Linked DNA regions of Zea mays: region 1 is linked to region 2. A link is a contact called in public Hi-C data. All regions are on one chromosome and are shown on one strand. Each heading gives the region's core, a stretch centred on a gene start, on an enhancer-like site or on the middle of the called end of the contact. The rest is flanking DNA. Distances are from core to core; before and after follow the strand shown.

Region 1 (5,986 bases), core at 1,809-4,308, 340 kb after region 2:
CCGGTAAAGACAACGAGGGGTACCATCAGGCTTGCGATTAAGAAAAATAGATCAATTTCCATTCGTCTGTATGCCTCTATGCGGCTACTACCTTTGACCACATCGATGCTGCTCGGTCGCTCCTATACTATAGTCCCACCTAAAACACTTTACTGACTAATTTTAGCATTTTGGCTTCGAAACACTCGCTAATAAATAGCTAGCCAAACGGTTGTCAAACTGTTTATCCATTAATCATTTATATTGCGAATAGATCGTGTAAAGAGAAAGTACATCTATTAGCAAAGACTCTAAACATACTTTTACTAATTGTTGCTAACTAATTATTTGTTGGCTAATTGTTAGCCGCGAGGATCAAACAGAGTCTAAGTAGTCATCTAGGGTTTGGGCTCTGATCATAAGACTGTAAGAGATGAGCTGGGAGCGCGTGGAACTTTACTGCAGAACACACAGGCAATCACCTTCAACAAAAGCACTTGGGAAGCATTGTGCAACCGAAGGTCACCTCTAACGAAAGTACACACGCGCAACTTTGGCGCAGAACAAATTTATGGTTGGTTGGTTGTCCACGCATAGCAGATCAGAATATATACACACAAAGCTAATTGACATGTTACGTAGCAAATATTTTAATTAATATTGTTGTTTTTTCTTAGTAATCACACGAAGCTAAATTCTTCCCGTCGTCATTTTTTTCTCTTCGAAATTAGTGCCGTTGGAGATGCTAATACTCTCGACTGAGCCTACAACTTTAGAGCTTTTTAGGAAATACAAGTGGACACACAGCCATTTCCTGTTAATACAATAGATGTCGCATGCGAAAAGGTCTTAGTTCGACCCGAAATGGCCGATAAAAGCAAAAGCAAAGACATCATCATTGACGATCCTCGCACGTCAAATGTATTGCAAAAGGAGATTGCTCGAAAGGCTCCGGACGATAAGGCTAAAAAGTCCGGAGGCACCGGGGGGCAAGCACAATTAATGAGCCAAGCACGACAGCCTGGCCTGAGCATCACAGACGGTATGGCACCTACGTGCGGACGGTCCGGTGCTCAGACAGACGGTTCGGCTAACTCTGCCGGACAATCCGCCTATGGCCAAAGGCGTCAGCCTCCACACAAAGTCTTAAAAGGGAAAGAGACGCAACAGCATAGCACATATGGTCGGCTCATCAAAACTGACTCTACTTTTGATCAGTTGCTCTCCAAGAATTCTAGCAAGAAGACTGTTCTACGTGATCGGTCAACGAAGAAACCTCGGTCACCTGCTAAAACAAAACGGGTAAACAAAACGGCCCAAAAGGCGACACAACAAGCATCGCATATTCATCCTATGAGACCAGGGTACTTTCCACCTGTTTACTCATCGTTGGTATATTATCCTATTCAAACATGGAATGATACGATGATGAATCTATGGTATATATATAGTCCCTTTGTCTATCTAGACTGGGGGGCACCTCCATTCTATTCCTTTTGAACCATTGACCAAGTGGTCATGGCCGAGAAGAATACAATCTGAAACGACCTTTATACATTGGTGCTTTATTGAATGATCTCCATGTTGAAAAGCCGATGACTTACATCAGGTTTAGTTCATATGCTTTTGGTTCGTCAACCTTCACCAAAAGGCAGGGGGGCATATGTTGGAGACCAAAAGTGTCTCGCGGACGGTCCGACCCTTAGGCCGGACGGTCCGCGGTCCGGACAGTCCGCGGTGGTGTCGCGGACGGTCCGCGCGTGCGCAGAGTCAGTTAGGGTTCCTAGTTTCTCGCGGGATTTGTTTCCTAAAACCACGGGATTAACTCGGAAATCAGTTTGAAGCGGATCCAGACCTCCCCCTTTATATAGATGAAGGGCTACGACCGATTAAACCCCCAACAATCGATTAACTCAAGTCTATTTCTCGTTTTTACCTTATGCATTAGAAGTAGCTCTAGTTTAGCTCTAGTTTAGTATTCCAATCCCCAAATTCTCCGCTTCTCTTCGGCTCTACGTCGATTAGAGGAGTCTAGGTCGGCCTGCCGAGCCTAGACATCACCTAGGATCTCTCCTCCCTGACGGGGTCCCTCCCGGGAGCGAGATCCAGGCGTCGCCGACGACCTTCGCCGCCCCCTGCGCACGCGCGGACCGTCCGGCCCCAGGGCGCGGACCGTCCGACCGTCAGGCAGGGAACCCAGGCCCCTGTTCCAGGTCGCGGACCGTCTGCGCCTGTGCAGAGAGCACCGCCACGGTTTGTATTGAGTGATTGACGCCCCAAAAAGGCACCAACAGATTCATTTGTATGTAACAAATGGTAAATATGGGTAATTTTATCCCAACTTTATGAGTGAAGTTGAAATTATCCATTAATGAAGTACTTCATGTTTTTGTGAAGTTAGAGAAAACTTCACATTTTTTTAAAGCAGAGTTGGTGAAGTTGGTATAGTTTAACTTGAGTCTATGAAGCTGAGTTGGTTTTCGTGAAGTGAAGATGTCCCAAAACATTTCCTAAAAACCGTTATTGACGGTCTGCAGCAGATCGCGTATATGGTCGTGTAAAACACTATTTTATACAATAAATTGCACTGTGCGTATAGATAAATTTGAAATAGAAGATAGAATAAGAGATGATGAATAAGTTGCTCGAGACATCTTAGGAAGTTAGGATGAGATCTATCGTTGCAGCCTCCAACGAACAACATGTATGTTGCCAAGCTACAAAGGGAAGCTACGCTGCACATGCGAAGGGCATGACGACTTTGTGCCGCTGAGACAGGCGCCGTGCAAGTCTGGCCTCTGGCGCATACCGCCAATGCAGCACCAGCACCGCAGGGCCACGCTTTTGTTGATGTTTCAGCTGTGGAGGATCCAACGTCGCTTGGACGTGACAGCCGGTGCGGTCCAAGTGATCACCACTACCACTGGAGCGATCGGATGGCCCAACAACGCCTTCGCTTCCATCCGAAGGCAAGCGGTTGCGCTGCGCTGCGCCCCATTCTCCCCCCCCCCCCCCCCCCCCCCCAGAAACACAGGCACCCACCGCCACCGCCCACCGGCCACCGGCAGTGCGCGCGGAACCGCTCCTGCCCGCCACGTGTCCCCGTCTCCCGTCCCCACGTTTAAATGTCATGTCCCGCTCGCCACCCATCCTCCCCCCTACTTCCAATTCAGCGAGCGATTCACCACCCCACCACCAAACCGTCTCCGTCGCGCCTCCCGAATCCCCGTCGAATCCGAGCTCCCGGAGGCACCCGAGGCGCGGGCTCCCCAACCGCCTCCCGACCCCGCGGGCCTGCGCTGCGCACCGGTGAGCTCGATTCGCGGCGCCGGCGTCGCCTCTATTTCATTTCCATTTCCCGTTCGCTTCGTCGTTCCTCCGGCGAGAGAGGGAGCGAGGTGCATGTTCGAATCCCCTGCCATTTTCACCTTTTTTTCCCCCGGGCACATCAGATCGCGAGGCGCGCTGTAGCAGGCGATGCTTGCTGCGTGCTGCCTGCACGTTCCTTTTATTCGGCGGCGCCAGTGCCAAAGCAGCATGCCGCTGACGTTCTGGTGGTCTCACTGTTCGGCCTCAGCGTGTGCGCGACGCTGAAGAACGGCAGGTACCGCGGGGGTGTGATGCTGTCATTGGCTGTCTGCTCCATTCGCGCTGCCGTGAGGTTCTCGTAGTTTCAGTGGTTGTTTTTGGGTAATACTGTCGCGTTGTGCGTGCGTATGTGCTGGATTGGGGCCCTGCGTCTCTGCGGGAAATTTTGGTGCCGAATGTTCTCTTGTGATCCGAGTCATTGATTACGAGGTAAACCGTGCATGTGAGTCCTTTTGTTTTGGCCAATTAGATCACCAATTCAAACTCGGGGGGCTGACCAGGATACCGTAGCTAGCTCTAGCTTTTTGTCTTTGCATAGGTAGCCCAAATTTAGCGTGTAGCGCCGCTTGCTTTGGCTGTTCATGTTCCTGTGTGCCTCTGCATGTTTTTATTCCATAACGGCGAGTTCAAATTTTGGTATCATTTGCGGTTCTACTGTGTCTCTGTTTTCCTAAATGCTAATTGATCGGTTTCATGTTATGCTTACATGTTTGTCGGATGATACCAACAAGTGTTTTCATCTGCAAGTGAATGCATGTTTTTTTTTCTTTCTGAACAAACGTGATTGCTCAGGATATCTTTGATGAAATGATTGGATATTCTTTTTATGTACAACTTGGCACCAACTTTATGCAAAATATATACCACAGCACAGTTTCTTGCTGAACATATGAGAACCTTTTTTCACCATGTCCAGAAAATAATGCAGATTGGGGCATGGAGCTTAGCTGTTTCACTTTGCCTAAATAAAGTAATATATCATATCTCATCTAAATTTCATTCCCTTTTCTGTTTTTTTTCTTCCCAACAGCGACGAAAACAAAGAACTACTGATCAATATAAAATGGCTGTAAGCTTCAAATACTGGGACGATTGCTTGGATCCAGAGGATATGAGATTGATGTGGCAGGATCCTGTTGTAAGTAAAGAGTGGAATGATGCTGGGGAAGAGCAAGGACAGAAAGTTCACCTGTCACGGGACCCTGATGGTGAAGCATATCTCACACAAACTGAAATGATGGTGAGGAGTCTGTTGAACTCCATGATATTGATAGCAATAGTTCTAGAATATTGGAATCCTATTGAAACCTGTCAAGTAAATCACCACTTCCCAACGTGCAATTCCGCCTTTTCAACTTTTCAAGTCTAAGCCACCAAAATTTCACTAAAGTTTGCCTAACATAAAGAAATTATCAATACTATATTTAACAAAGTGGTTACCGAGTAAATCACCGGTTAGGAGTATTTGTTACAAAGCTATTTGAATTAAGTTTGCTAAGGCGCTAAGCTATGAAAATAAACAGTAAAGGTTCTTCTATATTCTAAGTTCTGTCTGTTTTTACGCAACTGTGGCTTTGAACTGATTCTTGTGTACATCCATTGGTTCTTTCAGGCAGTGGCGGCAATTACCGTCCATAGACATTTCAAATCGCAGCTAGACCCGGTATGCAGTATTAGCTCTATTTCTCCATGTTCAACAAGTAGTTGCACTTCCCTTTTTTCTCTGTGATCTCACGTCCATCAGTGAGTACAACTGCATGTTAACTTATTGGATAAGTAGAGTTTGGTTAGATGGATACGGAGTTTGTTTAGATAGATAAGGATTTGGTTTGTTAAGATACTCCCTCCGTTCTTTTTTATTTCTCGCGTTTTAGTTAAAAAATGAACTAGCGAGCGACAAATATTCGAGAACGGAGGTAGTATTCGATAAGGTCGGCTGCTATCTCAGCCCTATAAATATAGTCCTCCAATCAATGAAAGATTAAGCAGGTAAGTAACTTGACCGTGCTTCCTCCAACGCAGCTACTGTTCACCATGTACTCTTCATCCGAGGTACTGTCCATCCACGGTGCCATTCACCTGTGCCTACTGTTCACCACGGTACGGCGTCTCTTCCAGACAACAGCCCTAACCCTAGGACAGACATCGAACTTACCACTCGTATTACCTCCGTAACCTTAATCCCAACACTTATTGTCATGACACATTCGCTGTGATGGTTCTCTAGAGTCTGGAGATACTAAATGAATGACGTGAGACAAAGTGGTCATATGTTCAGCAATCTTGTTACTGGTATGCATCACTGTGGATTTGCTGAATATGGCCTTTCTTCCCGTGCAGTATATGATAGGAGCACTTGCTGAAATTGCAAGTGGAAGGAGACTCTTTGTAGATACCTATGATCGCAAGACTAAAGAAACCAAGGTTGGCATACTGCAGGTGGCACCTGAAGTTGCTCAATGGCTTGGAAGGTAATCATGAAACCTTATTAGCACAATCTAGCAACAATCTCTGTCTTCTATGTTCTGAAGCTAAACTTATCATTTTCCTTGTTTTTAAGGGAACTAGGTTACAAGAGTTATGACATTGAAGATAATACTAATTTGCTGTACTGGCCTCTTGTGAATGTCTATTTTGG
Region 2 (6,042 bases), core at 1,865-4,364:
ACATCCGGTGGTCGGTCAGGAGCACATGAATTCTCTCCTGACACGCGACCACACCTGATGCCTACACAGCTGCTCAGCTTGTCCATCTTTTACGATGGCGACGAACGCGAGAGAGATTAGCTAGAGCTATCGCCGACGGTGGGCATTGTCCTACGCTGATACGCGCGAAATCGCTAAATCAGAGTCGCGTCGCGTCCTACAACGCTAACTTTCTTCCGAGATTTGACCGGGTCATCTGTTATGAAGACGATCATATCCTTTTACACACCATGATTTTGGGGCCCTAGAAAATTTGGGGCCCTATGTCGTTGATCCACCTGCACTACGCAAGGGACGGGCCTGGTGACATTCGCCGGTGGTCGGTCAAGAGCACATGAATTCTCTCGTGACATGTGACCTCGCCTGATGCCTACGCAGCTGCGCATCCATCTTTTGCGGTGGCGACGAACGCGAGAGGGATTAGCTAGAGCTATCGCCGACGGCGGACACATCCTATGCTAATACGCGCGAAGTCGCTAAATCATAGTCACATCGCGTTCTACAACGCTAACTTTCTTCTGAGTTTTGGCGGGGTCAACTGCTATAAAGACGATCATATCTTTATGCACACCAGAGTTTTGGGGGCCTAGAAAATTTGGGGCCCTATGTCGTCGATCTACTTGTACTGTGCAAGGGACAAGCCTGTTTGAGCAACTCCAACCATAAGCCTTATAATTGGGGCATATATTTTGATTTAGGTACCAATTAATTTATTTAGGGTCCAAACTGTATGTTAGTTTCCAACCATTGAGCCTTAAACTTTGCATCAAAGAAGTTAAGCACGAGTCCTCGCGCAGCACCAAGTGAAAAAGAGACAACGACTTGGTCCCAAGTTGACGAGTAATTGTATCTATTCTTTCAATGAGCTATAGATAACACCGTATCGAGTTCAACACATATACCGACGGATTGGATGGGCAGACAAGCAGCGCCAGACTCTAGTAAGCGTGGCCCGCCAGAAACTGAACGCCGGAGCGTATGCGCGCATGCAGCAAAGAGATATATTTTTTTACCTATGTTGCATTTGCGGATGCAGCCTCAGCCTGGCTCTATGCAGTTAATCAAACAACAGCTGCTTCTTGGTCAATGCACGCGCTCAGTCTGAACGGATGTGCGCAACATACCAATCACAATGATAGAGATGACAATGAGTACCCGAAACCCAAAAAACCGACAGTAAAGACGGGTATAAGATGATTTCTCTACCCGATGGTATGTTAGTGGGCAAGAATCTCTACCCGTTGGATAGACGGGTACTGACATGGGTTGGTACTACCTATACCCGTGTACATGTGGGTAAAATATACCCGCATAATTACCACTATTATCAATAATAAACACATATAAGCTAAAAGAAAATCCTTCTCCGACTATTATTTATTTAAATACCAAGTAATGTAATCATATGCTTTGTTATATTTTAAGTTGAACTTTTGTTGTGTGTGTTTATTTGACATTTTAATTTATTGAAATATTAGAATTTAAGACCTTTATAGTGGGTACGGGTTATCCGGCGGGATAAAATTATCGGTGCTGGTACGAGCATGTGTAAGATTTTATACCCGCTCGCGGATATAAGTCACCCGACGAGACGAGTATACTTTTTTATTGATGGGTACAAATATGGAATGATACTATCTGACGGGGTATATACCCGTTACCATCCCTAAACACATATAATAGGCTATTGAACAAACTGAATGTATGCTTACCAAAGCAACAACAACCTATTGAACACATATAGCGCTAAATGTCTCGACAATTTACTGGACAATAAGCTGATAATGACATGGACAACATGTTTCTTGCACTTGATAACGGGATGAAAAAAGCAAAACCCTATTGCTCACTTTGAGCGTAGCTCCTACAATACGTACTCCCAATTGTACTCCCAATTGTTAACACAAATAGGACAAAGTTTATGTAGTGGACAACGAATAGGACAAACAACAACTGAATCAACCAACAACCAGGTGGAGAGAAGGAAGACGGACTAGGGAGCGCAAGAGGATGGAGAGGGACAAGGGCCTTCTACGACGCCGGGATAGAGAAGGAAGACGAACCTGTGAGGCGGGAGGATGGAGAGAGCCGAGGGCCTTCTACGACGCCGAGATGGGAACAAGAGCGCTCACGATCTGATCTGAGAACAGGACAAACATGTGGCAGCGAATTGGGAGCATATTGGCGACAACTGGATGGGAGATGGTGGCGACGAAGATACATATGAAATGTCTGTGGAGGTTGGAACAACGCGAATCGTATAGGGCCGTCGCTCTCTGAGTCGCAAAGATGCTATCCTTCAAGTTGGACCTCAAAAAGTTTAGATAAATTTCACTAAAATAAGATTATGACCCTATATTTGAATTTGTTTATGTTTAGTGTTCCTATTAGAGTTGCTCTTAGGCTCTCTCCAAGAGATCCTCGTCAAAAGCCCATAATTTGTACCTATAGAAGGAGAATAGTGGAGAACAAATCTCCTGTATATATAGGAGGAGCACTATACTCTCTATATATGTTAATTATATCATTTTTTGTGAAATTAATTATTTTAAGCCACGTGATACGATAATAATGTTTTTACGACAATATAAATACTGTAGTTTTTAAATTTCAAAAATGTTAAATCACTAAGCTACAATATATAATTAGAGATATAAAGAGAAAATGGTTGAGATGTTTTATATACGTACCAGATAGATTCTTTTAAGAAAAATAGTAAAATATATTAGAAAATATAAAAGATATAGGAGGCTAAGGTTTTTTTTCAACAGATAATATAAAATACTAATTCTACATTGTAGATATCATTGCTTATAAAATAAAGTTTGAAATAAAAAATAATGTTAGAGATGTGACATGAGAGCTACTGGAGATAGCGGATAGCAGAGAAGATGTAAAGTGGGAGTGGTTGGTGACCGTCTTACCAAAGTACCAAACCCTTCACCCTTCAGGATCAACTGATCAAGTCAATCCTGCAGTATTTGCAGAAACCCCCTCCAAACCCAACGATCGTATTCAAACAACCCCTCGGCACCCGTCTCCGGTCTCCCTTCCGTCATTGCGCGTCCCACCTTCCGTCCCCACAATTTCCGCTCCCCTCACGAGCATTTCCCCCGCCTACCCGTCGCCGACGGCCATGGCCCACCTCCAGCTCACGGCGCTCGCCGGCGGCGCCGACGACGAGATGGAGGAGGTCGCGCTGCTGGGATCCTACGACGAGGAGGCCGGGGTGGGGCCGGAGGCGGAGGGGGACCGGGCGGAGGCCGGCATGCGGCGGGTGCAGGTGCGCGTAACCGGCATGACGTGCTCCGCGTGCACGGGAGCCGTGGAGGCCGCGCTCTCCGCCCGCCGCGGCGTGCGCCGCGCCGCCGTGTCGCTGCTCCAGAACCGCGCCCACGTCGTTTTCGACCCCGCGCTCGCCAAGGTCCGTCGGCTGGCCCCGTGATCCCTCCGCTCTCCTTTCTCCGTCCATCCCGCGCGCCCTCTCGACGGATAGTTTTTTTTTCTTCCTAGCGCTGTGGGCTACAAATTGTGTGGAGTCGTGGCGCTGTGTTGCGTTGCGCTGGGGAAATTGAGGGGTTTGGTGGCGGGAAATCGAACTCCGGCCTGTTGGTGGATAGGAGATGTACGTGTCTGCTTCGCTTCGTTTCATCTTAGAGGAGGTTCAGAAGCACGTAACTCGGTAACCGTTTGAATTTCTTCTCTCTTTTCTTCTGGTTGAAGCTGGTGGTTTGAATTCGTTGGACCTGCAGATAGTTGATGCTGTTGGATAAATGTTTCCTGTGTTTGGAAGCTTTATCACTGGGATCCATGCCCTTGTAAATCACAGCCGCTCTTAACAGGATGCTGAGTGATTGTTGAAATTTCGATTGACAATTCCCTAGGAGAGTTTAATGTGATTAACTAATATTATAGCAGGCTGCAAGCAATCTCCAGCTAAAATACACGTTCGTCATTTAAAATAGCACCATAATTTGACACGTTGCTAGTCTCCAACCATTATCTAGCAACTAATTTCCTTTTACTTTAAGTCTCTGCAATGACCCAACAGGAAGTTCTCTACTCAATATTTATTTGTCGTTTTTTAATGTTTAAAGCTTGTTGTATGCAGGAAGACGACATTGTAGAAGCAATAGAAGATGCTGGCTTCGAAGCAGAAATTCTTCCTGACTCTACTGTTTCTCAGCCAAAACCGCATAAGACTTTGTCAGGACAATTTAGGATAGGGGGGATGACTTGTGCTGCATGTGTGAACTCGGTTGAGGGGATCTTAAAAAAATTGCCAGGTGTAAAAGGTGCAGTTGTTGCATTAGCGACCTCATTGGGTGAAGTTGAATATGATCCTTCTGCCATTAGCAAAGATGAAATTGTTCAGGCCATCGAGGATGCTGGTTTTGACGCTGCACTGTTGCAAAGTAGTGACCAAGACAAGGTCCTATTAAATGTCCAGGGGTTACATTTCGAGGAAGATGTAGATGTATTGCATGATATCCTGAAGAAAATGGAAGGCTTGCGTCAGTTCGGTGTAAATTTTGCAAACTCAGAAGTTGACATTGTATTTGACCCTGAAGTAGTTGGTTTGAGACAGATTGTAGATACTATCGAGACGGAGAGCAACAATAGGCTGAAAGCTCATGTACAGGATCCATATATACGAGCTGCATCAAATGATGCACAAGAGGCCTCTAAGACGCTTCATCTTCTTCGTTTTAGTTTATTCCTAAGTGTAAGTTTAGTCCCCCCTTCTATCCTAAAGACTTAATTATGTGTCTTCGATGATATGTTTATTTCGATAATCGATATTATAGATACTGCTTGACAGGAAACTTTGTGTTACTTGCATACTGACTCTCCACTGGTTTCCTTGCACCAGATTCCTGTATTTTTCATCCGCATGGTATGCCCTCGCATACCTCTGATTAGTTCATTCCTACTTATGCACTTTGGGCCATTTCGTATAGGAGATCTGCTGAGGTGGATTCTGGTGACCATGGTACAGTTTATTGTTGGCAAACGATTCTATGTTGCAGCGTATAGGGCCCTAAGACATGGCTCTACAAATATGGATGTCTTAGTTGTTATTGGCACTACTGCTTCATATGTCTACTCTGTTTGTGCACTACTTTATGGGGCATTCACTGGATTTCATCCTCCAATATATTTTGAGACGAGCGCAATGATAATTACATTTGTGCTATTTGGGAAGTATCTTGAGGTGCTCGCGAAAGGAAAGACATCAGATGCTATCAAGAAGCTTGTAGAGCTTGCTCCTGCTACAGCTATTCTACTTCTGAAGGACAAAGGTATCTGATCTGAACTGTGCAACCACTTGCAATAGTATGATTAGCAGTTAAGCTCGTACAAGTAGTCTTCATACGGTAAACATTAATCTTCTTATTGGTGGTGGCTTCCATCTTAACTGGTTCCTTAGAGTTGTAGCCTTCTGCACATAGTCAATTGGACATTTCTCTTTCTTTCTTTTTTCCGTTCGCCATACACAAACTCAAAATATTTTCCTCAAAATAATACAGAGGGAAAATATTCAGGAGAGAAGGAGATTGATGCGTCGTTAGTACAACCTGGTGATGTGTTAAAAGTGCTTCCTGGTTCAAAGGTTCCTGCTGATGGTATCGTCATTTGGGGTACAAGTCATGTCAATGAGAGTATGGTAACTGGTGAATCTGTACCAATCTCCAAGGAAGTATCCAGTCTAGTCATTGGAGGCACAATGAACTTGCATGGTGTTCTTCATATACAAGCGACGAAAGTAGGATCTGGAACAGTTTTGAGCCAGATAATTTCTCTCGTGGAAACCGCCCAGATGTCTAAGGCCCCTATTCAGAAGTTTGCTGATTATGTAAGTACACTTCTCAATTCCTTAGCTTATAAAAATAATCTCTTAACTCTGTAGTATAATCTTAAATCTGCAAAGCATAGATTTGGGCAACTTAAATCTGCTATGTTTCTATTATTGTTAAAACGTTCACTCTATCTTTTCTATTT

Evidence for each region. Hi-C and Micro-C count contacts between places; a contact is called where the count stands out from the background.
Region 1: a Hi-C map of bundle sheath shows a contact between it and region 2, with 2.9 times the contacts expected there. The contact joins the promoter of LOC100381715 here to the promoter of LOC100501149 in region 2. A contact is called at or near these places in 3 of 25 Hi-C or Micro-C datasets (bundle sheath, ear and endosperm).

The regions. Positions count from the first base shown.
Region 1 is chr4:244,658,727-244,664,712 of Zm-B73-REFERENCE-NAM-5.0, forward strand. LOC100381715 reads left to right here and starts at 3,059. Exons shown (of 14, transcript NM_001175932.2): 1 at 3,059-3,377; 2 at 4,379-4,588; 3 at 4,961-5,011; 4 at 5,689-5,819; 5 at 5,909-5,986. The coding sequence starts at 3,105.
Region 2 is chr4:244,323,000-244,329,041 of Zm-B73-REFERENCE-NAM-5.0, forward strand. LOC100501149 (Copper-transporting ATPase RAN1) reads left to right here and starts at 3,115. Exons shown (of 9, transcript NM_001195948.1): 1 at 3,115-3,463; 2 at 4,151-4,765; 3 at 4,913-5,342; 4 at 5,571-5,896. The coding sequence starts at 3,176.